7 separate regions of the Mus musculus genome follow, and all the other regions are linked to region 6. The links are chromatin contacts, called in public HiCAR-type, HiChIP or PLAC-seq, Micro-C and promoter capture Hi-C maps. All regions are on one chromosome and are shown on one strand. The core of a region is the stretch at or near the end of the contact, and the rest is flanking DNA. Distances in the headings are between cores, read along the strand shown.

Evidence for each region. Promoter capture Hi-C pulls out the DNA fragments that hold promoters and counts their contacts. Hi-C and Micro-C count contacts between places; a contact is called where the count stands out from the background. HiCAR-type assays count read pairs that join an accessible place to other places. HiChIP or PLAC-seq counts read pairs in DNA pulled down with a chosen protein or histone mark.
Region 1: a contact with region 6 is called in a Micro-C map of embryonic stem cells, with 4 times the contacts expected there. The contact joins the promoter of Esrp1 here to the promoter of Gdf6 in region 6. A contact is called at or near these places in 3 of 39 promoter capture datasets (cranial neural crest, hippocampal neurons and second pharyngeal arch cranial neural crest), 7 of 484 Hi-C or Micro-C datasets (embryonic stem cells and nephron progenitors), 4 of 115 datasets of contacts at active chromatin or transcription factors (astrocytes, embryonic forebrain and embryonic stem cells) and 1 of 9 other capture datasets (embryonic stem cells).
Region 2: an H3K4me3 HiChIP or PLAC-seq map of embryonic forebrain shows a contact between it and region 6, with 7 times the contacts expected there. The contact joins the promoter of Trp53inp1 here to the promoter of Gdf6 in region 6. A contact is called at or near these places in 2 of 39 promoter capture datasets (embryonic stem cells and neural stem cells), 5 of 484 Hi-C or Micro-C datasets (cortical neurons, nephron progenitors, palatal mesenchyme and 2 more), 10 of 115 datasets of contacts at active chromatin or transcription factors (astrocytes, embryonic forebrain, embryonic hindbrain and 5 more) and 1 of 9 other capture datasets (embryonic stem cells).
Region 3: a promoter capture Hi-C map of embryonic stem cells shows a contact between it and region 6, with 2.7 times the contacts expected there. The contact joins the promoter of Dpy19l4 here to the promoter of Gdf6 in region 6. A contact is called at or near these places in 2 of 39 promoter capture datasets (cranial neural crest and embryonic stem cells).
Region 4: an H3K4me3 HiChIP or PLAC-seq map of forebrain shows a contact between it and region 6, with 7 times the contacts expected there. The contact joins the promoter of Ndufaf6 here to the promoter of Gdf6 in region 6. A contact is called at or near these places in 6 of 39 promoter capture datasets (cranial neural crest, embryonic stem cells, frontonasal cranial neural crest and 3 more), 2 of 484 Hi-C or Micro-C datasets (cortical neurons and embryonic stem cells), 3 of 115 datasets of contacts at active chromatin or transcription factors (astrocytes, embryonic hindbrain and forebrain) and 1 of 9 other capture datasets (embryonic stem cells).
Region 5: an H3K4me3 HiChIP or PLAC-seq map of embryonic forebrain shows a contact between it and region 6, with 6 times the contacts expected there. The contact joins the promoter of Ints8 here to the promoter of Gdf6 in region 6. A contact is called at or near these places in 1 of 39 promoter capture datasets (cranial neural crest) and 2 of 115 datasets of contacts at active chromatin or transcription factors (astrocytes and embryonic forebrain).
Region 7: a contact with region 6 is called in a HiCAR-type map of astrocytes, with 5 times the contacts expected there. The contact joins the promoter of Plekhf2 here to the promoter of Gdf6 in region 6. A contact is called at or near these places in 4 of 39 promoter capture datasets (cranial neural crest, hippocampal neurons, maxillary cranial neural crest and 1 more), 1 of 484 Hi-C or Micro-C datasets (muscle stem cells) and 11 of 115 datasets of contacts at active chromatin or transcription factors (astrocytes, craniofacial prominence, embryonic hindbrain and 6 more).

What each region holds. Positions count from the first base shown.
Region 1 is chr4:11,385,243-11,388,703 of GRCm38.p6, forward strand. Esrp1 (epithelial splicing regulatory protein 1) reads right to left here and starts at 1,541. Exons shown (of 16, transcript NM_194055.3): 1 at 1,063-1,541; 2 at 405-533. The coding sequence starts at 1,194. Gm35631 (a long non-coding RNA gene) reads left to right here and starts at 1,890. Exons shown (of 2, transcript XR_390400.3): 1 at 1,890-1,942; 2 at 2,623-3,461. RefSeq lists an enhancer at 1,781-1,810.
Region 2 is chr4:11,154,675-11,158,454 of GRCm38.p6, forward strand. It overlaps Trp53inp1 (transformation related protein 53 inducible nuclear protein 1), which reads left to right and starts at 1,767. Exons shown (of 4, transcript NM_021897.4): 1 at 1,767-1,873.
Region 3 is chr4:11,320,647-11,324,325 of GRCm38.p6, forward strand. Dpy19l4 (dpy-19-like 4 (C. elegans)) reads right to left here and starts at 1,491. Exons shown (of 19, transcript NM_001081201.2): 1 at 1,354-1,491. The coding sequence starts at 1,369.
Region 4 is chr4:11,074,834-11,078,646 of GRCm38.p6, forward strand. It overlaps Ndufaf6 (NADH:ubiquinone oxidoreductase complex assembly factor 6), which reads right to left and starts at 1,372. Exons shown (of 9, transcript NM_001085493.2): 1 at 1,147-1,372. The coding sequence starts at 1,343.
Region 5 is chr4:11,252,812-11,256,164 of GRCm38.p6, forward strand. It overlaps Ints8 (integrator complex subunit 8), which reads right to left and starts at 1,448. Exons shown (of 27, transcript NM_001159595.1): 1 at 1,170-1,448; 2 at 1-139. The coding sequence starts at 1,299.
Region 6 is chr4:9,842,076-9,845,877 of GRCm38.p6, forward strand. Gdf6 (growth differentiation factor 6) reads left to right here and starts at 2,297. Exons shown (of 2, transcript NM_013526.1): 1 at 2,297-2,817. The coding sequence starts at 2,403.
Region 7 is chr4:11,006,114-11,009,719 of GRCm38.p6, forward strand. Plekhf2 (pleckstrin homology domain containing, family F (with FYVE domain) member 2) reads right to left here and starts at 1,506. Exons shown (of 2, transcript NM_175175.4): 1 at 1,280-1,506.

The DNA.
Region 1 (3,461 bases), core at 291-2,790, 1.5 Mb after region 6:
TGAGGGTCTACCCCTCTACAGCACTGCGCCTCCAACCCCAGGCGAGCTACAGACCCAGATACCAGGAGAGACTGGGTGAGCTCGGAGCTGGCACTGCAACTTCGCTGGCGGCCCGTGAGGTAAACCTCGCGCGGCGGATTCTCCTGCCCAAAGAACTACTCAGGAGGCAACAGGAGCTCGAGCCCATCTCAATCTCGAGACCCTGGGGGCCGGGAAGTCAAGCACCGCAGCCCTCCCCCGCCCCCCGGCCGGACTCCCACACACAAGGCTGGGAACCTCGCCACCCCACCCCAGAAACAAGCAGAGGCCGCCCCACGAGGGCGTGGAGCCGCAGGGTTGGGTCGGGTCGAGTATGGGGGCCACCTGGATGGGGGTGGGCGGCGTGGCCTGGCCAAAACTGTCACCTGTCGGAGGGCTTGGTCCAGCTGCGGCGCGGAAGACAGGTTTTCGGCGTCTATTTTAGTTTCTTCTTTACAATCCTCTGTCAGTTCCAACTGATCCGGTCTAACTAGTACTTCGTGCAGCTGTCCCACCTCGGGGAATAAGGGGTAGAAAACAAGGGGTCGGTTTCCCCCCTTTTCAATTTGGAAATCCTTCCTCCTCCCTGGCTTTTCCTGGACGGCTCGAGCTCTACAGGCACCTAACAGCAGAATCAAAGCTCCCTAGAAACCCAGGGATCTGGTCGCCCCACCCCCACCCTACCCGGATCAAGTCGCCCAGGCCAAGGAGGGGACCCTAGCGCCCCGGGGACCACCAGCCTGGCATAGGCGTTCTGCGACTCTCAGAGAACGCGGCTCGGCAGCGAGAGGCCTTTTTCTACCTGAGCCAAGTTTCAGAAGATTTAAACGGCTCCAAGGTGGTTGGCCAACAGGTTTGATTCTGCTATGGATTCTCTAGGCCTCGGGGCCCCGCTTCATAAGCGTGCAACCACTTAAAGAAAAGTGAAGAAAAGAAAAAAAAAAAAAAAAGGAAAGGGAAAAGAAACCGACTACCCTTTCTCCAACTTTCTTCAATAAAGTTGTTGCCCCGACTCCTCGTTTGGACCAGAACATAGTAAAGTACCTTCTTGTTGGCCAAATCCACGACTTTCCATAACAGCAGGATCAGCTCCTTCTCATCCGAACCCAGCTTGGCTCCGGTGGCCCCAGCAGTGATCCCAAAAAGCACCACCAAGTAATCCGGAGACGCCGTCATGACGATAGGTGGGGAGGGGGAGGAGGGGGGCCGGGAGGCGGCGAGGTGGGGTTGGAAGTGAGAACGAGAAAACCTGTGCTAAAACCCTCTTCCAAGAGAAAAAGAAAGCGCCCACCCCCCTCCTCGAGGCCGCCAGGGCAAAAGGCGGTAACCTGCCACCCAAGCCCACACCTGGCCGGCGCTCCACACCCTGGGCAGGAAGGGGGGTGGAAGGAGGGAAGAGCAGGCCTGCCCTTTTTGTATCCAATTGCTGGTGCGTCTAAGAAAAAACCCAGGAGCCGGGCTGCACCCCCGGGAGGCGCGCGCAATGGCTGAAAGCTTTTCTGTTTTGGGATGTGGCTCTACCTGCCCGCCCCTTTTCCCCCCTCCCCCACGTGGTGCAGGTAAGAGACACCTGGCGGCGCCCGGCCATTGGCTCCTTCAAACCACGACGTGGCAGCGGTGGGAGGGGAGCTGGGGGAGGGAGAAGAGAGGGCGGGAGACAAAGGCTGGATGAATGGGGAAGCAAGGGCTGGGGGAAGGGGAGGGAAAGAGAGAGGCGGGGAAGAGCTACTTGTCACCAGGAGGGTAGCCAAGGCCAGACCAAGGGGCGGGGGGCACGACGACGAGAAGGGTCCCTGCTCGAGGACGCAGCGTTGAGGGATTTGGAGGGTTGGCTTGGCCGAGGGTGTGTGGGGGGGGGGGGGGGAGGAGAAGCTGAGGGGTCGCGCGAATGACCAAGGTGCCTAAAGGTAAAAGAAGGCCAGAGGTGAGGCCCAGGGCGCGGCGCGTGGGAGGGACGGGTCTACGGCTGCCCGGGAAGCTGGTGCGGGTAATTGCGGAACCCGGCAAACGCCGCTCCTGAGCCCAGCACACCTTTCTGTGCAAACAGCCGGAGGAGGGTGTCCTGCTGGCCCTGCCCCTCACGGCGCGGGAGGCTGGCATTCGCTCTCTCCACCTCGGGGCGAGCCTCCGCCCCCACCCCCGAGCCGCAGAACCCGACGCTTGGCTGGCTAGGCAGGTCCTGGGATGCAATCACAGCCCTCGAAGCAGCTGGGGAACCTCGGGAGGAAGGACCTGTAGCCCCTTCTCTATTGCTATAATTGTTACATCTTCGTCGTGCTGGCTGCTAATTCGAGACCGGAACACCCTCTAGGACGCAGACACAGTTAACTGTGACTTGCCTTGGCTAAGAAGTACATCTGCCCCGCAGCCCTCATAGAGATTTTTCAGTCAGGCCAAACGCACTTTTCGTTAAATATCCTGCCTTTTGTTCTTGGAGCGTGTGACTTGGCCAACTTATGCCCATAGACTCCTGCGCCTCCACCACCAACCACCCCAGCCCTGCCACAAGCCACCAAGAGCTATATAAGGTTATGTTGACACTTTAGAAAAGTGCCATCGGTGGAGTTCCCTCGAGTTTTCTGTTTTAAACCGGTCTATTCTTAGGAGCCGAATTCCGTCTGAAATATTACTCGTTTGGCGCCCGGTGTGTGGCCTTGCATATCCTTGCAGTGAAAAGAAGCGGCCACACCCTTGCAACCGCAGGAACCTATTGGTACTCTCCTGGGGGACCCTTGTCAGGACAACCTAGAGACTACGCTTTCCCAGCGGGAGCTGACTCCCGGGAGTGGGGAGAGGAGTCGGAGGCCCGCGGCGCGCGTTTCCCGGTAGGATGAGGTGCGGCCGGAGACGGGGGCCGGCGGTGCAGGTGGCAGCCGCGTCCGGGATCGCAGGCGGAGGCCTGGCTCGCGCTCAGCTCCCGAGTCCCCGGGTGCCTCTCCTGGCCCCGCCCTAGCCCCGGTGTCTCCGAGCCTGCCTCCTTGTCCCCTGGAGTCGAGGGGGCTGGGACTGGGCGGGGAATCTGGAAAAACCACCCAGATTGCATTGCAGTGGGCGAGGCCGCTTGGAGGAGCCGGTTCTGCGGAGCCGCGTCGCCCCAGGGCTCTCTAGACGTGACCATCTCGGTTGCTCGGCTCTACCGAAGAGGCAACACCTGGCAAAGGCACGAGACTCCGCGGCACGCTCAGCACACCGGGCTGGGAGGCCCCAAGTCAGGCAAGCGAAGGTTGCAGAGAAAGTGATCACAGCCGCACCTGAAGCACCTCCGACAGGACTTTGGAGTTTGGATCCATCGTTCCTACGACAAGTTTTAAAGAACGGAAGACTTAAAGTCGGCGCTTTTACTAGGAGATGCCGCAACAGGAAACTAACATGAATCTCACAGCTGCCCCTCTTTTGCAGAGACTCTCCATCCCCCATTTTAATAAGCTGGATTATCTGTTTCT
Region 2 (3,780 bases), core at 517-3,016, 1.3 Mb after region 6:
TAATAAATTTTGGTTCTAAATGGGAAGATGACCTCTAGATGGGTTCCTTCCCTCCTCCACCCCAAACCCCCAGGGACACAGTGGCCTCTAGATGGATTGATTCTTAAAGGGAAACAACAGATGGTAGGGCTCCTAACATAGCAATAATATTTGACAGAAAATATTTGATTTGCCAAAATCTAAAATCCAGACTGAGCACAGATCACCCTTGAAGCATGTATGGTCAAATGATCAACACATACTGATCATTACCTGAGTGTCAGACCAATTCTCTGACTCCCTGCAGAGAGCAGAGGGTCTTGGAGATCAAAACCCATTTCTCCCCTGGAAGGCTCGGTGTTTTAAGTGTTTTTTTGTGGTCTGGAATGGGTTCCCCTCTCCTAATTTGGGGTTGGTAAATTAAACAACAGGGAGCTGATGGGCCCACAGTTTCAGGAAAACATGTCCAGGACTAGCCTGGACCAATCACCAAGAAGAGAACCCCTGCTGACAGGAGAAAAAGCACACAAACAAGGTCTTTGTCTCATGTCAAGAGGACGAGGAAGAAGCCAGATATTTGTCATCTTTATCTATAACCTGTTTCTTTGTCCGCACATCTGTATAGCCCAGCGGTTCTCAACCTTGTTAATGCTGTGACCCTTTAATACAGTTCTCATGTTGTGGTGACCCAAATATAAAAACTGTTTTTGTTACTATTTCATAAGTATAATTTGCTACTGTGAATTGTAAATATCTGTGTTTTCCGATGATGTTTTCTTAGGTGACAAACAGGCTGTGACTCGATGGTCTATCCGAGACCTAGGAGTCTCTTGAGACTACCAAGGCCAGAAGATTACATCTCAGCCCCACAGAATCCATATAACTGACAGGACCAACATGACTCCTGTCACTCCTAGTTAATCCCCCAATGTATGTGCAGTAGAGCTTTGGATTAGACTCTCTTTATAAATGTAGTGTCTCATTTTCTTCTCACTATAAATAGCTGGTGAGGACCTAGGCGTCCTGTGAATGTTTACATTTTGTAAAAAAGGTCATAACCTCCTCAGTTCTTATAAGGCTTTAGATGCAGACCCCTGGGAAGAAACAGAGGTAATTCTTCACTCGGGGTTCCTCTTTTCGGAAGTTAAGGCCCTTTAGGCCGAGTTCTGGCCTCCTCTGCCCGACTTTTGTCTTTCTAGAGCAGACTCTTGGGGGGCAAGACCTGAGAGCTTCCTGTTCAAGTTCATAAGGCAGACTAGGCCCCGGCTTACTGTCTAAGGGGTGAGGAATGAGTGGGACACAGGCATCCCATGTATTTGGGGCCCTGACTTCTTTTAAAACAATGTCCAGCGGTGGGTTGCCTTCAGCATCGCGACTATTGGTTTCTCTCCACACTGACCAGAGGAGCAACTACTATCCCTAACCAGCCCCTCAGCAAAAGGGGGCTGAGTGCCTTGTACCCACACTCTGGGCTCCTCACTCAGCCGAAGCGGCTCCGGGGGTCGGGCTCTTCTCCTCTCGGTCCCGCCGGCTCCCACCACGGCCAGTCCCGGGCCGCTGTTCTTCCCCCTCCTCCCGCTCACCCGGAGTGTTCTCCGGCTCCCGCTTTGTTGCCCGGGCTTGTTTCTGCCCCGGGCGCGCCGCCGGCCCAGTGCCAGGTCACGTGCGTTAGTGACAACCTCTCGCAGGGCGGCCCCGGAGGCCCCCGCGCAGCCGATTGGTCGGCCTGCGGCTGGCGCGGCTCGGGGCGGGGCTGGGAAGCCGATCAGCTGTTCCCAGAGCTGCACAACAACAAAAGGACCCGGACGGGCCGGCGGCGGCCAGGGCAGCGACCGCAGCGCAGGAGCCCGGCCTGCCGCAGCTACCTCAGCACCCGCAGCTCTGCTCGGCTCACGTAAGTGCGGGCTACACAGGCGGGAGGGCGGCGGTTGGTTGCCCGCTCTCTGGCTTTCATGCCGGACTCTCTCCCTGCCGTGACGAGCACGGCGACACCGAGAACCTGCGGGTGACGGGAAACCTGCTCCGTTACCCGGAGACCCGCCCGACCCCTCCTGACCTCGCGCATCACCGAGCCTGCACCTGTGGGGAGAGCACTTCCCGTCGCTTCCGTCCTCATCAGTTTGGTCGCTGGCACTTGGGGTGTGCTAGAGACTGCTGTGGGTTCTAAATACTTCGTTTCAGTCGCGACCGCCCTGCGAGGCCCCAACATTGCTTATTTAAGCGGAGGAAACTTGGAGGCACAGAAAGTAATTTTAAGGCCACACAGCTAACTAAAAGGAAGCGGTGTTTACTATTTGCAGAGGGATTTCACGTGCAATTCCTTCATTTTGCTTCCACTTTCACGGTGTGTTTACTCCGTGTAAAAGTTCAGAGCAGATTAACGGGGAACCCCTTTCCACCTGTTAACTCCTTAAAGACTAAAGGAGTTCCTGGCTGAAAGAGCTCTTTCAGAATGCTGAGTAGTTTTGAGCTTGGGTCTTCGGACCGACATCATTACAAATGCCCCAAGATCTTTCTCCCCCCCCCCCCCCTTTGGTTTTATTCGAGACAGGGTTTCTCTGTATAGCCCTGGTTGTCCTGGAACTCACTTTGTACACCAGGCTGGCCTCGAACTCAGAAATCTGCCTGCTTCTGCCTCCCAAGTGCTGGGATTAAAGGCGTGCACCACCACGCCCGGCTATGCCCCCAAGATCTTAAAAATCACATCTTTGGTGGTGATTGTAAGGTGTGAAAACACTAGGCAGCTTGTACAAGCCTCAGCCACTATAATTTTCAAAGTCCTTGCTGGAAACCATGGCCTACTAATTTTTGTGACCAGTGTCTCTTTTGTTTTTCATCTTGTCTTTTACTCCTTTCTGCTCCCTAGTGTATTTCTCATGGAAACGACTGCTTTCAAAAGTTAAGGTTAACAAAGCAGTGAATTACCAACCTAACCGCTCTCTGTTCACTGTTTTCAGACTTCTGAACAGGATGTGGTAAGTCCTTGTAAATTAGCTAAATAGACAGAGGTGTAAGGAGCACAGGCAACTCTTTTGGCTTGGTATTTTTGTAGTTCAAAATTGATTTTTAAATTACTTGAATCAAAGGTGGCCCATGCCACCAAGTACTAAACAGGTGGCAGTGGGAGAATCAGTTCAAGGCCATCCCTTGTTTCTGACTAAAAGAACAAACCTTTTTATTAGCATCTTTGTTTTTTTGAACTGCTAGGTTCTCTTCTTCCACCATGTATATTCTGGGGATCACACTCAAGCCATCAGGCTTGCCACCATACACGTTGCCATGTTGAGTTATCTTTCTGGCCCATAAGAAATCATTTTTGTTTGTTTGTTTTGTTTTAATTTATTTATTATTATATCCAAGTACACTGTAGCTGTCTTCAGATGCACCAGAAGTGGGCATCAGATCTCATTATGGATGGTTGTGAGCCACCATGTGGTTGCTGGGATTTGAACTCAGGACTTTCAGAAGAGCAGTCGGCACTCTTAACCACTGAGCCAGCTTTCCAGCCCCACAAGTAATCGTTTTAAGGTTGCTTTTCATCAGTATGTTTAGCCAGCTGGTATTTCAAAACTGCATTCATCAAAGTTGTGGGTGCTTTTGTTGTTGTTTTTAATTTTAAAAGATGTTTTTGGAGCCTCCTGCTGGCAGCCAAAGCCACTGAAAAGTGCTAGTCTCTGAAGTTTTTAGAATCAGGCTGGAAGGAGCCTGAGGTCATGTGCAGGGAAAAGCAAGGAAGGCACCAGGTTGAAAGGATTCCTGCCCTACTGCTGCCTCAAGACACCAGCTCACTTGCTGTTGGGC
Region 3 (3,679 bases), core at 241-2,740, 1.5 Mb after region 6:
CTATAACCAAAAATCATTTAACAGTTTATAGTCAACTACTTTTACAAAATGATATAGCCTTTTAAAAAGGTCCACATCATAGTTATTAAGTATAATAATTCCATCTTAAATGCAATTTCTGCATATTTACAATATCAAGTTTTAGTGGCACTGTGCGATTTTTCTCCTGTGTTAAGTATTAATGTGCTCACAAAGACAAACTGGTTTATCAACCTACCCACACAGATTTGTAACTAATCACAAAAATAAAGTTTAAAAAAAATCTTTGTCAAATGATAACACATTGCAAACACAGATATAGCTATAGCTAAAGAAAAAAGAGGAATTACATTCTTCCTTACCAGCAACCTGTTTTGAGGCTGGTTTTAGGTAGTATCTTAAATGTGCATGAAATTTAACACGAAGAGCTGCAGGAAGAGGAGGAATGGCTGAATCATGACCTCAGGGACAGGACATCTAGTCCCAGTCAGCATGTACTTCTAATAGTCTTTTGAAAAATGGCTTTCCATTGAATTCTTCAAACTCCCTTCTTGTCTCCTTGGTTCAACGGCTTAAATCTAAACCAGATAACTAACGGTCGCATTCACAACTCCACTCAGTAAGATAAAAACTGCTTTCCAGCAGAATGAAACATGTAACTGTTCATCCGAGCGAATGAAGTCCAAGAGCTCAATCGTGCATACACATCCCATGAAGTTACTATGCCACCAATACTTTTTTACACTATGTATCGTACACTGCTAAGTTTTTTGCCGCTTCCTATCTTTTGCTCACTGTCCAAATCCTCTATGGATAAATATTGCTGGCTAAACAATAAATTCCCTTGGCACTGACCCTGAGGAGCGTGCAGAGCTCTCTCCAGTCCATTAGTTTTAACCCTAAAACTGACCTCCTCCTCCCCTAAAACCACTTACATGCCCCTGCCCTTTGGCATTTGTTATCCATTAGAGCACAAGTGAACTCCGTCAGGTTCTGCGCGTCCATCCCAGATCCCAGCCTCAGTTTCCCGCGAGGGGTGCGATCCCTCCCATTCTGCACCCAAAGCTTCCAGCCTGGACCAGAACCCACCCAAGCTCGTCCTGCTTTCCACTGCGGAGCAACTCCGGACCCGCAGCCCCGCCACCCAACAACAGCTTCCTTTCCGAGACTCCTGACTTTAAGTTCCACTTCTGCGTCCTATTTCGGGAGACGAAACTTTGGGCCATTTTCTCGGCTCGCGCCCGGTTCCACTGCAAACTCGGGGGCGCGCGCCCCCGCCCGCCCTGCTCCCCGCGGCCCGCAGCCAGCAGTCAGGCCCGGCCCCTCTCCCGAGCCCGCCGCGGCAGTTGGCGCGCTACACGCCGGAGCCTTCACCTTCTTCCTTTGCCATCGTCTCCGCGGAGACCCGAGTGGCCCTACGGCTCCCGAGCAGCCCGGAGTCTCCCAAACCTCCGAGTATCCAAACCCCGCGGCCGCCCCGGCCAGCTCCCGGCTGCCGCGCCCCCACTTCCTGACCCGCCCCCCTCTGGTGTCTCCGCCAACTGGGTCCCTCCAAGGCGCTCCGGGAACCAGAGTGCAGGGAGCGGGGCCCGGCCGGAGCGTTTCGCTAGAGCGCCTCAGCCATGCCCACGATGGCCACGGGATGGCAATGCTCCTGGGAGGAGCGAGTCCCCGCCGCCGCCCTCGCTCCTTGCTGAGCCTCACAGGAAAGCAGGAGCCAGAGCAAGCTTTTCGTGACGCTGGGATCCGTCTCAGAAAGTCATAGACTGTAGGCCAGATCCAGTCCCTATGTCCGGCCGATTTTTCAAACAGAAAACGGAGTTTCAACTGCAGAGCAACGAGTCCTGGACTTGTTACGATGATTTCAAAGCCAGGCAAGACGTTCTAGGCAGGTCCTTTGGATTAGTAGATGTTTGTTTGTTTGCTTGTTTGTTTTTGAGACTGGATCTCTCTATATGGCCAAGGCTGCTCTCAACTTGCCTCAGGTTCCCTACTGCTGCAATGGCAAGAGTGATACACAGTTTGGTTTAGTAGACACTTGGCGGCTACAAAAAAGTTTGTACCAGGTTATTCCCTATTGTAATCCCAGACCGTGACAAGTAGAGGAAGGAGGTTCATTATCAAGGCCAACCTCAGCTACATAAGCAAATTAAGTTATTATCATATAAAAAAGGAAACACAAGAGAGAGCAACGTGTCAATCACGAAAACTGCCTTGAACAAAATGTTTGCTCATGTCAATATTCTGGAAGAAAGCACAATAGTACTTTATAGTCTGCTATGAGGAATGTATAGAGATTATTTCATAACAATAGAATGCAGTTTAATTTTGTTGTGCAGTGCATGACTCATACTGAGAACACTGTGGCACGCCTTCAGTTGGCCCAAAAGCATGAGTGAACAGCCACTTCAAAAAAAGGATAGCTGTCTGTCTGTCTTTCTTTCTCTTTCTTTCTTTCTTTCTTTCTTTCTTTCTTTTTCTTTCTTCCTTCCTTCTTTCCTTCCTTCCTTCTTTCCTTCCTTCCTTCTTTCCTTCCTTTCTTATGTAGGCCTCCTATAGTAATTCACAGAAACTCCTAATTTTTTTTCCTATAATGCCTGGTTTCTGGATCTGTTCTGATTCTGTGGGATCCTGATCTAGTGATATTGGGGGTCCAATCCTACATTCAGGAGGGACGGGGGGGGGGGGGTTAGAGCACTTGTTTCTGGTTAATTGGGAGTTCAGCCAGAGCCACCAGTTCTTTTTCTGCCTTGCCTTGGACTCAGAGTATACCCTGGTGATACTGGAGGCTGAGAAAATTAGAGGCCCAGCGCTTGAGCTCCCATTGGCAGGGTTTCAACACTTAGGTTGCACAACACAGCCAAGGAACCACAAGGATGTTCCACAACACTAGGTTCATGTCTAGGGTTTGGAGAGGCCCAGCACAGGATGTCTAGCTGAGACAGGATATCTAGTTGAGACAGGATGTCTAGCTGAGACTAGAAGCTGTGACAGAACCCAGAAAGGCCCAGCCTAACTGAAATGGGAAAACTAGACATTTAGGAGACCTCTGGTGGGTTTGGAAGAATCAGCCTCTTTGGCTTAAAAGCCGTCTCACAGTAATGACAAATTAGGTTCATTCCTCTTTATGATTAAACTTGTTTTTCAAGGATCAGGCTATGCTCCACATAAAACCTGTGACCTTAACTACAAATGGTTTTGTACTGCCTGTTCCAGGAATGATAATTATGTCTTTGTTTCAATTTTTTTTTTAACCATCTTGCAACCCTACTTCCGTTTCATAAGGGTTGTCATGGCTACCTTGTTATAACTACCAGTTTTATGCTCACCTTGCAACCATGTCTTTGTTTCAGGATGCCCTTAGGAAAAGCTTGCTATGATGTTCTGCTCCTGTAACCCCACCTATTTTGCTTGCTAAATCCCCCATTTGAAAAACCCCTACTTCTGAACTATAAAAAGCTTTGTCTTCCTCATATTCAATGCTAAACTCTTGAGCCACATCTTGGTAAGAGGTCTGTGTACATGAATTTAAAAATCTTCCTTTAACTATTTGCTTGCAAGGGCTGGAGAGATGGCTCAGCAGTTAAGAGCACTGGCTGCTCTTCCAGAGGACCCGTGTTCAACTCCCAGCAACCACATGGCAGCTTACAACTGTCTGTAACCCTAGTTCCAGGGATCCAACTCCTCTCCCAGACAAACA
Region 4 (3,813 bases), core at 122-2,621, 1.2 Mb after region 6:
CACAGTTCATACACACAAGCAAAGCACGCATACACGTGAAATAAAAATAACACACAATAAAAACAACAAAACAAAACAAAAAAGACCCGACACTTGAGAGGCAGAGACCAGAAGGAGTTCCAGGCCAGCCTGGTCTACAGGGTCAACCACAGCTACATAAAAACCCTGTCTCAAAACAAACAAAAACCATACCGGATAACTGCTGTTAGCAGGGAGGGCAAAATGCAGGGGCGGTGTGGGTGGATGTAATTAAGCCATAGATTATTCATAGGGCTCAATTCCCATCAGGCCCAACCCCCACACATGTCTACAGAGGAAATCCCAGATGTCTTTCCTGACACCAGGTGAACAAAACACAAGTCATGAGGCTGTTCTTGTAAATCTCTGGCAAATCCCTTGTTCCCTTGAAATTATTAAACTTCATCTTAAAAATTGTATTTATTTTTATGTGTATGAGTGTTTGCGTACACATATGTCTATACACTGCTTACCTGGTGCTCAAGAAGGCCAGAAGAGAGCATTAGATCTCGTGTCGGGGCTGGGAATCAAACCTGAGCCTGTTCTCTTAACCGCTAACCCATTTCTCCAGCTCTTAATGCTCTAACTCTTAAACTCCCTTGATGGGAATCACAACTTGAAAGGAGAATTAAATAAGCTGCTTTGGACTTTACTTTTGTAAACAAAATTTTAGCTTTGAGGTTGCTTTGTAGTTAAATCTAAACCTCTGGCCAGTACCTCCTAAGAAGATGCGTCAAAAGTGAGTGTGCCAACTTTTGTGAGATGTGTTTATCCAAAGCACGCTGGGCAAGCACCCTACCAATGGACCTAAAAATGCGCAGGCCCCGTGAATTACTTTTAATAGTGCAGCACACAGAGCCCAAAGCCAGTTAACGGTGTTAAAGTCACTAGCTGTCCATGAATAAAAAGTGCTATGCATGCAAAGGTTGTAGGGTCCATTAACGTTAGGGTTCAGGCAGAGGATGTGCTGAGCCACGTGAACAGGCCTGCGGTCTCCTTCTCCAAGCACGGGCACAGAGCCCAGCAGAACGCAGGACCCGGAGGACGCAGCCCCAGGCTCGGGGTTCAGCGCTCTGCGTTCCACAGGCTCTGGGCTCTCGGGGATGTCCCCCGGGCGCGGCCACTCACCTCAGCAGCTCCAGGCAGTAGAGGTGGGAACCGGGGATGCCTGGCCCGCTGGCCGCCGCCACGCTGCGCCGGACCGCCGAGGGCCCCGGCAGGCGCCGCACACGTTCCCACGCATCCCGAGGCGGCTGGCGATGGAACAGGTTAGCCAAACCGAATGGCCTTGGGCCGCGGACAGAACCCAGCATGGAGGTCGCCATGACACCCGCTTCGGGTGCCCTCCGACCCTGAGGCCACGCCCCCCGGAAAGTGGCCACGCCCCCGGCAGATCTCTGCAACTCCGCAAAGGAAGGACGCCACTCAGACCAGAGCCAGGTGTCGCTATAATCCTGCACATTGGTGACTTGGTTGTCCTCTCCAGCGTCCACTCCCACAGAACCCCAGAACGCCAAAAGGGATGGGTGCCTGCTTTTTAAAGAAGCGACTGACGTTACATCCTGTCACCCCAGAGACCCCCATCCTCTCTTGATCCTCTTCAAGGGCGCTATTGACACTTGTAACCGCACTGCTGGAAGCTTGTTGTACCTGAATGCCCACTATTCACCCACACACATTCCCAGAGACCTCCCAGCATAGCCCTGAACAGGTACACTGATTAGCCACTCTACCTCCAAGAGAAAAACACAAAGATGCTTGAGAGATGCACCAGGTTATGCCTCCATTATCAACCACTAAGGATAAAGGGGAAGGAGAGGAAGGGGGAGAGAGACAGAGACAAAATTTAATTTCTTTCCTTTTGCTTTCTTTTCCTTTTCCTTTTCTTTTTGTTTGTTTTTTGTTTCTTTTGTTTTTCGAGACAGGGTTCCTCTGTGTAGCCCTGGCTGACCTGGAACTCACTTTGTAGACCAGGCTGGCCTCGAACTCAAAATCCGCATGCCTCTGCCTCCTGAGTGCTGGGATTAAAGGCGAGCGCCACCACGCCCGGCTCCTTTTTCTTTTTTAACAGTAACAATATATCATTTGCTGTTAGTTGTCTCTCACAACACTCTAAAAGCCCAAGAGCATGGAGTCATTTGTTTCCTGCTTTAACCCATTGACAGTCCCTCGATGTTGTAAAATCTGACTTGCCTCTGTCATCTGTAACGCCAGCACTAAGAAGGCTGAGACAGGAAGTGTTGAGTGTTCAAAGTCAGCCTACACTACACAGTGAGGTTGAAGCAAGACAAAAAGAGGAAGTTGTGAACCTGAGATAGAAAAGTAGCCTCTCAGCCAGGAATCAGGCCAAAGCCTTTTGCCTGTGGAGAATTTAGAATTCCAGTATAAGGCTAGAGAGATGGGTCAGTCAGTAAAATGGTAAGATAGTACCAGATGAGGTGAAGGAGCTCAGAAGACAAAAAGGAGGCTCAGAGGGGCAGGAGACAAAAGAGGGTAATGGGAGGCAAATGTTGAAATACATTATGTACATGCCATAATGTGCTAATTTAAATACTTAAATACAACAGTTTAAAATACAATAAAATGATACTATACTACAAATGATATGTTGTTACCAACTATTATTAATTGAATAGTCTATAGGTATAGTGGCATGCACATATAATGCCAGCATTTGAGAGTTAGGGGGAAAAAGATAAAGAATTCAAAGGATAGATGGGGAGATGGATCAGTGGTTAAGAACAATTGTTTGTACTCTAATGAAGGAGAGAAAGAGAGGGTGTAGACTTAGCGGGGAAGTGGGGGTGATCTCCAAGGAGGTAGGGGAGAGGAAACCACAACCAGAATATATTGTATGAAAAACCACTTTCAATTTTAAAAAAAGAAAAAAGAGCACTTTCAGAGGAGCCTAGCTATGTCAGCTCCCAGCATACACATCAGGTGGTTCACAACCACCTGTAATTCCAGCTCCAAGGAGGACCTTTTGCAAACTCTGGAATTTTGGTTTCTTTAAAAAAACAGAGAAATATTACACGGATGTACTTTTGTTTACATCCCAGATGTAAGGATGTGGGGCTGACACAGCAGCTGACTATGGTTTGCCTCGTGCTCTAGCAGAGTACGGTTTTGCCAGCTGCAAATAGTTTCTGTGATTGTGTGACCTTTGGTATTCTGGGAACCCTTCTGAGGGTATATAAGTGTTAAGCCCAGAGAGGCAAGGGGGAATGGTTGTTTGTTGCAGTAAATCTTTAATCTCAATCAAGGGTTTCTACCTCACCTTAGCTCATTCAGTTCCCAGATAAAAGACACAAAACTTCAATATTTATAATAAGTCTTTAAAGCACTAGAGCTTAGCAGATATCCACCCTCTATGCTGTTAGTATCTACTCCTCTGTCAATAACCCTAAGATAATACCTGCCATATTCCGACTAGGCTGCTCTTACTAGGAGTGGCCAGCCCTCATGACCAGTTTTCATGATCCCTTTTCCCATGGCGTTTTCTCCTTCACCTTCTGTCTCCCAACTCTCAGATCTCCAGCCTAGGAACCAAAACCCTGCCTACCTCTTTTCTGCTCAACTATAGGCCTTAGGCATCTTTATCCAACCAATAGTTTTAAATTAAGGATCAGGGTTAAATAGCATCACTTGGTGTATGTGAGGATTTCCTTGTCCCTGAGGGCAACCAGACTTGGGGGCCAGTATTTAGCATTACAATACACAGCATGAGACCAAACCTCAACAGCGCTTGGTCATCAGGGAGGTTGGTTGTGGTTTGTTAGTAGCTGAAGTCAAAGA
Region 5 (3,353 bases), core at 198-2,697, 1.4 Mb after region 6:
GCAGCAACTTTAAGAGCAAGAAGCTTTAGGACGCGATTTCTCTTGTTATCAGGTGGAGGCTGGACTTGGTTTTGCTCATTAACTGAAGGTTTGGAAGCCTGCTCCAAAAACTGAACTATAAGCTGAACTGGTGCAGGATCTAGGATTTAAAAGAAATTAAATTCTTAAAGTTTTCGTTATAAAAACGCAAAAGGATTCGCGTATACTAAAGACTATGGTACTTGGGGGGCACGAAACATCTGGAGGTGTGGTCAGAGACAGCTGCAGATCGGCGTTTGCCAGCTTAATTAATAAGCAAGAGGGTCTGGGGACGATTCAAAACTGATTCATAACAAAGCATTTCACAGAGAAGAACTAAGCATTACAGGTTCCCAGTTCAAGATAAGACCAATGCCAATTGGAGGAAAGAAGTAGTGTTTTGACAGGGGTCTTTTATTGAACTGTCTCTAGCTTTGTTTCCCACCAGTAAAGTAGCGGCTAATGCCACTTTCTTCACTATAATGAAGGCTTCGCTAAGGACCGCAACCTATTTAAAGAGCTAAGCACGGAGGCTTGGCACCCTAGCCCCTAACAATGTGTCAATAGGAAAGCTCTAAAAGCACTGAGATACACTTGGTAAAACTGCCCCACCAATGATGCCAACTTTTCACAAAGTAGTCTCCTACAAGGCCAAATTCGGATGAGAACTGAGCAAACTAAAGGTAAAGACCTTACATTGTACCTTTACCAAAATGCCCGAAAGAGGAAAAGGGCCATGTTCCTTGCCCAACACGGGTATCCCTATACAACAGCCGAAGCAGCTGTTTTCGGGGGATTTATATTAATTCGGGGTTCAACAGTGAAATACACAATCCCCTGGCTGAATGAACCGAAGGCTACGGCCGGCTCTAGGCTCCGCAGAGCCGCTCTCCCCTCACGAAGTCACCCCCAGGGCCGTGCGACATCGGCGACCCGACCCCCGCACGGCGAGTGCGGGCGCCCTTCGCTGTGAGGACCGCGGCAGACCGAAAGCCTTTGTCTGAAACTTTCCGCAGACGCTCCGCGGCGACGTTCCCGGCTGAGGCACCGTCGAGCTGGGCCCAGCGGCGCCGGCCAGGCCTCAGGCAGCGGGGGACAGAAGGCAGCGGGCCGCAGACCACGCCCGCCCGCCCGCTCGCTCGCTCGCTCACCCGGACAGGCTTTGCGCAGATGCTTCTCCAACAGCGACTCCTCCAGCAGGAACTCGAACCAGCAAGTCTGCGGCGGGGTGCAGGGCCGGCTGGAGGTGGCCGCCTCCCGGTCCGCCGCCTCCGCGCTCATCCTGCCCCCGCCGCCGCTGCTCCCGCCGCCTCCGGGCTCCAACCTGACCCTCGCCCAGTCCCTTTATCCAGCGAAACCGCCCGGAACCTCTAGTCAGCTCGCACAGCCCAAGATGGCGTAGTAGTCGGCCAGAGTCCGGCCCCGGATCCGCAGCTAGCCACGCTCTCGACCAATCCCAGTTAGACTTCGGAGGAAAGGGGCGGGAACAGCAGACTGCTCCGCCCCTTAGCTGCCATGGAGTCTCCTGGCCCTTCAGAAGCTAGATTCTGGCGGGGCTCTCCAGATTCTCTGGACATTCCCAGAGAAAATGAAGCGAGTTCGATGTCTTCGTAAGAAAACCAAAGAGACCAAATCTAGTTGCTTTGTCTTGGGTGCTTTACCTTTTTGAGACTCCTTCCAGCCTAACTCCTCTCCCCGTTTCCCAAGGCTTATTACATAATTAAGATCCAACTTTCCTGGGGTTGGGGATTTAGCTCAGTGGTAAAGTGCTTGCCTAGCAAGCCCAAGGCCCTGGGTTCGGTCCTCAGCTCCGGAAAAAAGAAAAAAAAAAAAAAAAAACAAACTTTTCTGCGACTTCCCAAGACTAACTCTCGGAATAAGAAGCTAGTTAATTTTCCTCAGATCTCCAGTCTAGGCACAGTAAACCCTATTTTACGCGTTCCACCATTCTGAAAGGTCCTTAAGTATCATTATCAATAAAACTAAAAAGCATGGTGTAGTGGGGCATTCCTGTAAAACCCAGCACTTGGAGAGCAAAAGCCAAAGCCAGATTGGTCCTTCTAGAGAGTTCCTGTGATCAGCTGACTGGCCAGCTGATCCGGACAAAATACATCCAGAAGAAAGTTTGAAGAAAACTCCCAGACATCCTATACACACCTCATAGAAAATTTCAGATATGTGTTACTAAAGATGATTGTTTTCATAAAGGGACCCTGAGAAACAAAGAAAAAAATTCAGATTTAGTCAGTTTCTTTTAGATGCTTCTCCTGTTTTGTTTTGCTTTGTTTGAAACAGGGTTTCACTCTGTAGCCCAGAATGACCTGGAACTATGTAGCCCAGGCTAAACTTGAACTTGCATCCATTTTATTGAATCAACCACCCAAGTGCTGGATTATAGATTAAGCTCTTTGTGGGCTTTTTTGGGTGGTTATCTGTTGTTTTGTTTTCAGATTTCTTTTTTTTTTTTAAAGATTTATTTATTTATTATATGTAAGTACACCGTAGCTGTCTTCAGACACTTCAGAAGAGGGAGTCAGATCTTGTTACAGATGGTTGTAAGCCACCATGTGGTTGCTGGGATTTGAACTCTGGACCTTCAGAAGAGCAGTCGGGTGCTCTTACCCACTGAGCCATCTCACCAGCCCCTTTAGATTTCTTTTTAAAAGAATAAAATAAAACCATGTATAGAATATGTAAAACTATTCTATAAATATTCTGATGGATCTTATATCCTTTAGGACTAGCTGGGATAAACTGGGCAGTGGTGGCGCATGCCTTTAATCCCAGCACTTGGGAGGCAGAGGCAGGCAGATTTCTGAGTTTGAAGCCAGCCTGGTCTACAGAGTGAGGTCCAGGAAAGCCAGGACTATACAGAGAAACCCTATCTCGAAAACAAAACAAAACAGGAATAGCTGGGATAGCAAGCCTTTGATTGATCGAATCGAGGCTTTTATAAACCAGCAATAAATTTAAAGCTATTATAAAGTCATGTTAATGCTTTCAACTTCTTTGTATCACTTTGTAAAAAAGTATCTAGCTGAATGGAGAACTCAGCAATCTGAAGAAATGAAGTCAGTCAGTGTTCACTGATTGCCGTGTTAAGTTGGGGCTGAGTTTCTGAATTATTTTGTCTTTAAATGGCAACTCCCACCCTGGTCCTTTAAACTTTAAAGCATTCTACAGTGGCAGACAAGATTGGCAAAGAAAATGGCTGGACAGATACCTCCAAGTTAACGTTTTCAAGTTGCATAGAGGGAAGAATATAGTCCTCTGGCCAGCGGGAAGTCTGCCACTGCCAACTGAGCCTCGGGAGGAAAACTCATTAGAACCTCTCT
Region 6 (3,802 bases), core at 1,047-3,546:
GAGACCTCTGCCTTGTTTCCTGTTTACTGGTAACTCACAACAGATAACTGCTGTGGGCAAACTGAGCAGAGATGAAGGCCAGCAGGAAGCGTGGTGCTGAGAAAGGATCCAAGCCCATGAGTCATCCCTAACAGGGCTGTGGAGCCAGACATGCGCAGAGTGTTAGCACAAGGTACACATGCTCATTCCCAGAAGGAGAGAATGGAGACAAGCCATGGATGGATGCCTCTCCTGGATGTCAGTACAGCGAGGGGAAGAGAAAGAGGCGCAGCACAGATATTAGAAGGCGATCGATTTGGTATTAGACATTAAGAGATGAGGGTGTCATCTCTGGATAACAGTAATGTATGAAGGACATGTGCACCAAAGATGAAGGAACATGAACAGAGAGAGCTTTTCGTCCTAGTGGGCTAAGCATTATTTAAGACTTAAAACTTCCTAGCTCCTTTCTCAGCCTTACACTGGTGAATGATAATGCTAGAAAGCAGAAGGAAGAAGCTAGACTCCTTCAAGTCCCAGACAGGCCATGGGTTGGCAGTCATGAACTGAGTAGCCCTAAGGGACGTTAAATGGGTTGGGGTAGAACCAGAATCTCTAGTGATAGAGAGCAAAGCAGCCCCTCTCAATAGCCTCGCAATTAGGAGTAGTGGCAATACAGGAGCAGTGTGATCGTGGGCCTCAGTTTCTCTGTCTGTAAAATAGAGATAATGTGGCCCTTGTCTCAGGCTTGTTATGAAGATTATGTGAAACTGTTTGCTAAGGCCATAGAGCCAGGCCTGACACAGCAGATGTCCAAGGTGAGTGTCATGCCTCTTAAGGAAGTCAGAGTAAAGAGAAGGGGAGAGAGGACCAAATTATCCTCACGCCTGCAAGGTCCCAATGAAGACAGGAGGGCCAGGGCGAGAGAACCCACAGAGACACAGCTCAAACCAGGAGGAGCAGAATGGTGGAACCACTGCTTCCTGGGTCTATCCGTGGCTGTGCCCTCTTGGCTGAATGGCCCTGGAAAGCCTTTATCTCTGAGCCTTTTGCCCCCCCCCTTTTTTTTTTAAATCCATAAGTGGAGTAATTTACAGGAGGACGTTTACAGATGGTGCGTGAGTACCCTGTAAAGACTCTGGACAACTTCCGTCTAGAGCGCTGTGCGAGAGAAGCAACGCTTCGCCGCCAAACCTAGCAACGTCCTGAACCGCGGGGCGGTGGGCGGGGAAGACACTGGGAATCTGGGGACAGATAAAGGAAACTCGTGATGGGGCGAGGCTGGGCTGAAGAGAAACAGATTGGGGTAGAGCTGCGCAGGGAGGGGTCTGGTGAAAGGGGGAGAGAGAGGGTGGGGATCAGAGAGTTGGGAGGCCACAGCCAAAAAAAAAAGCATATTTGGGGGGCAGGGACTGGGTGAGGAGAGGTATCGAATCGGAATGGGAAGGAATTTGGGGGAAGGACTAATTCCTGAAGACAATAGGAAAGAGGAAAAAGGAAGTACGGGTGCAGAAGAAGAGGGAGTCAAGCCCCTAAGGGTCCAGAGAAGTGTGGGGTCCCACGAAAGAGAAATGAAGCAGCTGGAGCAAACACCAGAGATTGAGGTCTGCGAGAGGAGAGTCTGGGGCCTGCAGGAGAGCGCGGCAGCTCCGAGCACCGGTCCAAACTCTGAAGACTGGTGGCCTTTGCCTGACCTCGAAGGTCGGGAATTGACGCGGGTCTTTGTGGAAAGCAGCATTCTACCAAGAGAAGGGGGCTGTGAAGGACTGGCCCCTGCGCCTGGCTTCCGGGACTCAGGGATGAAACTTGTGGGCGCGCGGGGGGGGGGGGGTGAGAGGGTGCTAACCGCCCGCTAGGAGGGTAGGGTGGCAAAGAGAGGGTGCCACTGCCCGGAGCCAGGGCGCAGCCTGCGGCAGCAGCCCCCCACCCCCACCCCCGCTCCGAGCCAGCCGCCGCGGCTGCCACTCCCCCGGGTCCCTGGAGAAGTTCGAGCAGCTGGTGGGGACTGACGGTCCCCGGCGCAGGCGGCTGCCTGCGGGCTCTGGCTCCCCAACCCTGGGACAGAGGCGCTCGCCTCTGGCTCGCCCAGTCGGCGCTCCGGACCCCGTGGGGCTCTTCCAGCTCTCACCTTGCCACCACCACAGCCCACCGCTGCCCCCCACCCCACACCTCCTGCCCGCACTACCCGCCTCCCTCCCTATCCCCGCAGCGCTGCTCTCCCCTCCTCTCCCCACCTCCCGGCGAGGGGCGGGAGGGGGCGTGGCAGGGCCTGGATTTGTGTAGCTGCTACCCGGCTCCCCGCACTCGTAGTCTGCAGGAGGAGCGCGGCCCCCGCCGCTGTCCAGCCGCTCCGTGCCTTTCGCGCCCGGCGCAGCCGCTGCTGTCGCCGCCGCCTCTCCGAGTAACTTAGCCACTCGCTCGCCATGGACACTCCTAGGGTCCTTCTCTGGGCGATCTTCCTCATTAGCTTCCTCTGGGATTTGCCGGGTTTCCAGCAGGCTTCCATCTCCTCGTCCTCCTCCTCCTCCACCGAATTGGACTCCACCAAAGACGTGGGGAACCGCAAAGAAGGGAAGATGCAGCGAACTCCACAAGAGAGTGCCGAGGGCCGGACGCCCCCGGAGCACGGGCTGCGGCAGAAGGACCTCCGGCGGCGGCCGCCCGGACAACATCAGGGGCAGGAGCCGCCGGGCAGGGGGCTGCGCGTGGTGCCTCACGAGTACATGCTGTCAATCTACAAGACTTACTCCATTGCCGAGAAGCTGGGCATCAATGCCAGCTTTTTCCAGTCTTCCAAGTCAGCTAATACGATCACTAGCTTTGTAGACAGAGGACTGGGTAAGTGGCAAAGAAAGCGCCCGACTCCTCTCCAGTTGGAGCTCCTCAGCCAGAGCTCTACCCAGGCTCTGGCAAGAGGCTGCTTTTGTGAATTCCCTTCGCATTTTGGACACCTCCCCCCTATTTTACTTTTCTCAAGCCCCCAATTCTGAGTGCAGCTGCAGCTTTTTGCTCCAGTCTGCAATTCTCCCCTACTTTCTTACTTTTTTTCTCTCCTTTTCCTTCCTGTTTTCTATTTTGCCGAAAGCATCGCGGCGGTCAATGGTCTGGTAGCTAGCAGAGGAAGCATAGAGGAAAAGAAGTGATGAGCAAATGAAGGGAAAGGGAGAAGGGTCAGAGAAAGGACTGAGAGACCCTGGCTCCAAAGCTTGTGAGGGTCGCGGGCCCTAGAGCATTCATGAGAGCTTTAGAGAGCCTCCTGTCTCTCAAGGAAAAGCCAGCACAAGGTAGTCAATCCGTCTAGGATCGGTGTCAGGCAGTGCCTAGATCCAGCAGCCCTGTGGGTTCACCCGATGTCCTGCGTAGGGTGTGGGGAAATATCAGCCAGGTGGGCACCCAGTGCCTTGTGGCACCGTTTTTATTTTTCCTCGTCTCACACATGATAGTTTTCAAGCCACCATCTTCGGGGTGGGCTGAAACTGGGACTGATAAAAGCGTGGAGTTGTTGGTGCTTACTGTACTACAGGACGGTACTCATCTACCTTTCTCAGCCAGGCAACCCTTCTATCGATGATCATCTCGGGACCCTACCCTCATCCCCTGTGCCAGACAGGATGCATTCCCGTCTATAGGATTCTGAGCTTCCTCCTCTTGCTATTATCGCTGATCCACAGCATAGCATGGGCAATGAAATCATAGCATCTCAGAGAAATCTTCAGAGATTGGGGAAAGTTCCACTGGCTCCTAGAGAGGAAAAGTAATTCCGAAAAAGCAAGAAAGGAGGAGAGAAATAGCAAAGGGCTGAGAGGAAGGTACAGAGAAGGTA
Region 7 (3,606 bases), core at 256-2,755, 1.2 Mb after region 6:
GTCTTTTCAGCCCATTTAACATAATTTTAAAGCCGCCTTTATTTTTTTAAGGGTATTTATTTACTAGGCTACTTCATGCTGTACACCAGTTTCATTTGGGGGCAGGGGCGATTATAAAGAGCTTTCCAAATAAGCAACTTAATACCATTCACCTCCCAATGCTCTCATGACCCATAGTGATTAAAAATAGCCTGGGTTAATTCTGATTTAACCTGGGTCCTCCCACCCCTTAAGCTATAAAGGTACAAAGATAGGGGCTCAAAACTCATGCACCTTTAAGGAACGAAAAGGAAAAAGAATAAAAAAAAAACTGAATCGTCAAAATCACCCTAATCTGTTTGTTGTGGTCCTGGGGTTGTTTGTTTCAGACTCAAGCTGTAGCCAAGGCTGGCCTTGAACTCGCGGCAATGCTTCTGCCCTAGCCCGCGGGAGTGCTCAGAAAACCGGCATGAGCCAACACACTGGGTTATTTCACTTAGTCTTAAGACAACACATGCCTTAACGTTTCAACTGAACGTTCAACTCTAAATGGTTCTTTAACGAGTCTCTTAGGCAACATATTAAAACATAACAAAGAAGGCATTTACCAGTTTAATGTACTTGGGAGTCTGAATTACTGCTTAGGTGTATGTAACCTGAATACTAGTCATTTCCACTGCACACTCACACAACTTACTGCTTTAATATTCGAGGACTATACAAGGCTACTCGAGCAACTTGGGGAACCAGCTCTTGGCCTTTAATAACATTAAAAAAAAAAAAAAACTAGGCAAAAGATCATAAAACTTAAAAAAAAAAAACCCTTCAAGTAGCGTGTAAGCTACCGCTCCTATCTGAGCCAATTGTACGGTGCCATTTTCATATAAAGTCATAAAATAAACTGCTGGAGTCAGAGCGTGCCCCTGACGCCCAGACCCTGCAAAGTTTTCAGACCGCACGATCTGGGGACCCGAGTCCTGCTGCCCCACAACTTCGGGGGCGACGCGAGGTCCAGTCCCCAGCCGCCGTCTATGGTCCCGGCCCTGGCCCTCCGGGCGGCGTCCCGCGGACGGGCGCGGCGGGACCCAGGCGGTTCCAGCCCGAGCGCCGGCCCGGAGGGGAGCCGCCCGAGCGCCCCGTTTCCCACAGACCCCAACATGGCGTCGGCCGCCGCCGCCCGCGCCAACCCCTCCCCGCGCCACGGCTGGCCCGGGCCCGCGGGGATAGGCGCCCGCAAAGTTTCGCTTCTCCCTCCCCAGCCCGCCGCCGCCCGGTGCGTCCCGACCCCCATGGCACCTACCCGACCCCGCGCGGGCGGCGGCGCCGAGGGTGCGAGTCCTCCTAGTCGCCGACTCCGGGCGCGGACTCCGCCTGCTCCCCGACCCCAGCCTCGCAGGGTTGCGTGGGGCCCCGCGAGGCCGGCGCGATCCGGACGCGGCGGGCGCAGCCGCTCGCAGGTGACTTCACCGCCCCTCCAGTCGAACCCGACAACGGCCGCTCCGGCTGGCTTCCCTCCTGCGCGCGCACCGGCGCGCCCCCGCCCAAGCGCCAAACACGGGCACGAGCACACCCGCCCTGCCCTTTCTTCCCGGCTCCCTCGCCCCGCCCATCGCCTTGCCCCGCCCCTCCATCCCCACGCGACCGCACGGGGGGCGGGCTCTTCAGCGGAGGCCACACCCACTCGGGGGCCTCCCCCGGCGGGGTTGGGGAACGCGCGCCTCTGCAGAGGTGACGCGCGTCTGAGCCAGCTGAGGCTGGACTGGGTCGCCTGACCTGACTTTCCTGACTCGGGCTAGCCTTCGGAAAGGGCTCTTAAGCAGTCCGCGAAGTTCTCTGGAAGAATGGGCGGAAGCTGCCTCCACGCCTCCCGCCCTAAGGAACAGGAAAGGCTTTGCTTCTCGCCACCCAACCGCGTCTGCCAACCCCGCCCGGCTCGGCCATTCAGCCGAACACCTGCTGTCGCTTTCTCCCAAGCCAGGGGTCTGCGCTTACCGCACCCATGACCCGCAGGCTCCTGTGTAACCTTATGCCGAAGAACTCCGCTCTTTTCAAAACTTCCCCTCGGCCAACTGCTTCGCGTACCTAGAACTCGGTGCTACCATGACGCTGGGTTAGAAGAGCGTTTACTAGGCGCTGCGGAGAGATAGCAGAGGCATCTAGGCTGGCTGGCTGGGAAAAGCACACCGTTTAAACAGGAAAGGGGTAGAAATTGGGTTATTATTAAAGTTTTATTCAGGAATTTTCTTTTTAGCCTCCTGTTGAGCAGTTCTCAACCTGCGGATCACAGGAGTCGCCTAAGACCATCGGAGAACATATTTTGCATTATGATTCATAACAGCAAAATTACAGTTATGAAGTAGTAACAAATAATTATATGGTGGAGACCACCGCAATAGGAGGAGCTATATTAAAGCATTAAGAAGATTGAGAGCTGCCGGGCGGTGTTGGACACGCCTTTAATCCCAGCACTTGGGAGGCAGAGGCAGGCGGAATCCTGAGTTCAAGGCCAGCCTGGTCTACAGAGAAACTCTGTCTCGAAAAACAAGAAGAAGAAGAGGAAGAGGAAGAAGAATGTCTGTGAAACAAATACAGTTGTTTTAAATTAGTATCCAGAACAAAACTGGCAAAGGAGATCAGTTGTCGTAATAGGGATAGTTACAGGATTTCAATCGTATACACACACAATCTTTATGTGTGCTAGACTAAGCACACTCTAAAATCTTTTTAAATTTTAAGATTAGGAACTGCTGTGTTTCTAGTGTCATCAATAAAAATGTTGCTCTTCGAATGCCTTTAATCCCAGCACTCGGGAGGCAGAGGCAGGCAGATTTCTGAGTTTGAGGCCAGCCTGGTCTACAGAGAGTTCCAGGACACCCAGGGCTATACAGAGAAATCCTGTCTCAAAAAAAAAAAAACAAAAAAAACAAAAAAAAAAAAAAACAAAAAAAAGTTGCCCTCCCTACAACACACTTGTTTAACTTAAAGTACAAAGATGCAAGCCAGACTGTCTACACTCAAAATCTTGGCTTTGCCACAAACTATGATACCTGCGTCCTTGGACATACTTAGTTACCCTTAGTTCCTTCGTGTGTAAAACTAGAATAATAAGAGTACTTCAAAGAGTCATTAGATGAATCAATATTTGTAACATGCCAAGCACAAGCTAAGAATAATGAATGATGAAAATTATTAAACATACATGTACAATGTGTACACACATATGTCTATTACAGTTTACCTTGTTATTAAATATTAAATAAGACATGCCAAATAATGATATAAATCTATGGAGTAATAAGTTTTCTACCTGCAGTCTGTGTATTCTCTTCCCTTCCTGGGATGTGTGCGCCCCAGTTTGGAAGCCATTTATTTAGACTCATACTGGCAAAACCACTAAGCAGGTGTATTGATTAAAATTTAAATTTAAGATCTGGTTCCTTACTGACACTGATCACGTGACTATAAAGACACTGGCACTATAAAACATCCCACCATCATAGAAAGTTCTGTAACATAGCAACCCATACAAAATGAGAAACCAAAGTCACTTAAAGACAGTTGGGCAGTTCTGACACAGCCTGTCACTCCAGCACCGGTTTAGATGGTAAGATCTGCCCGGCTGGGCGT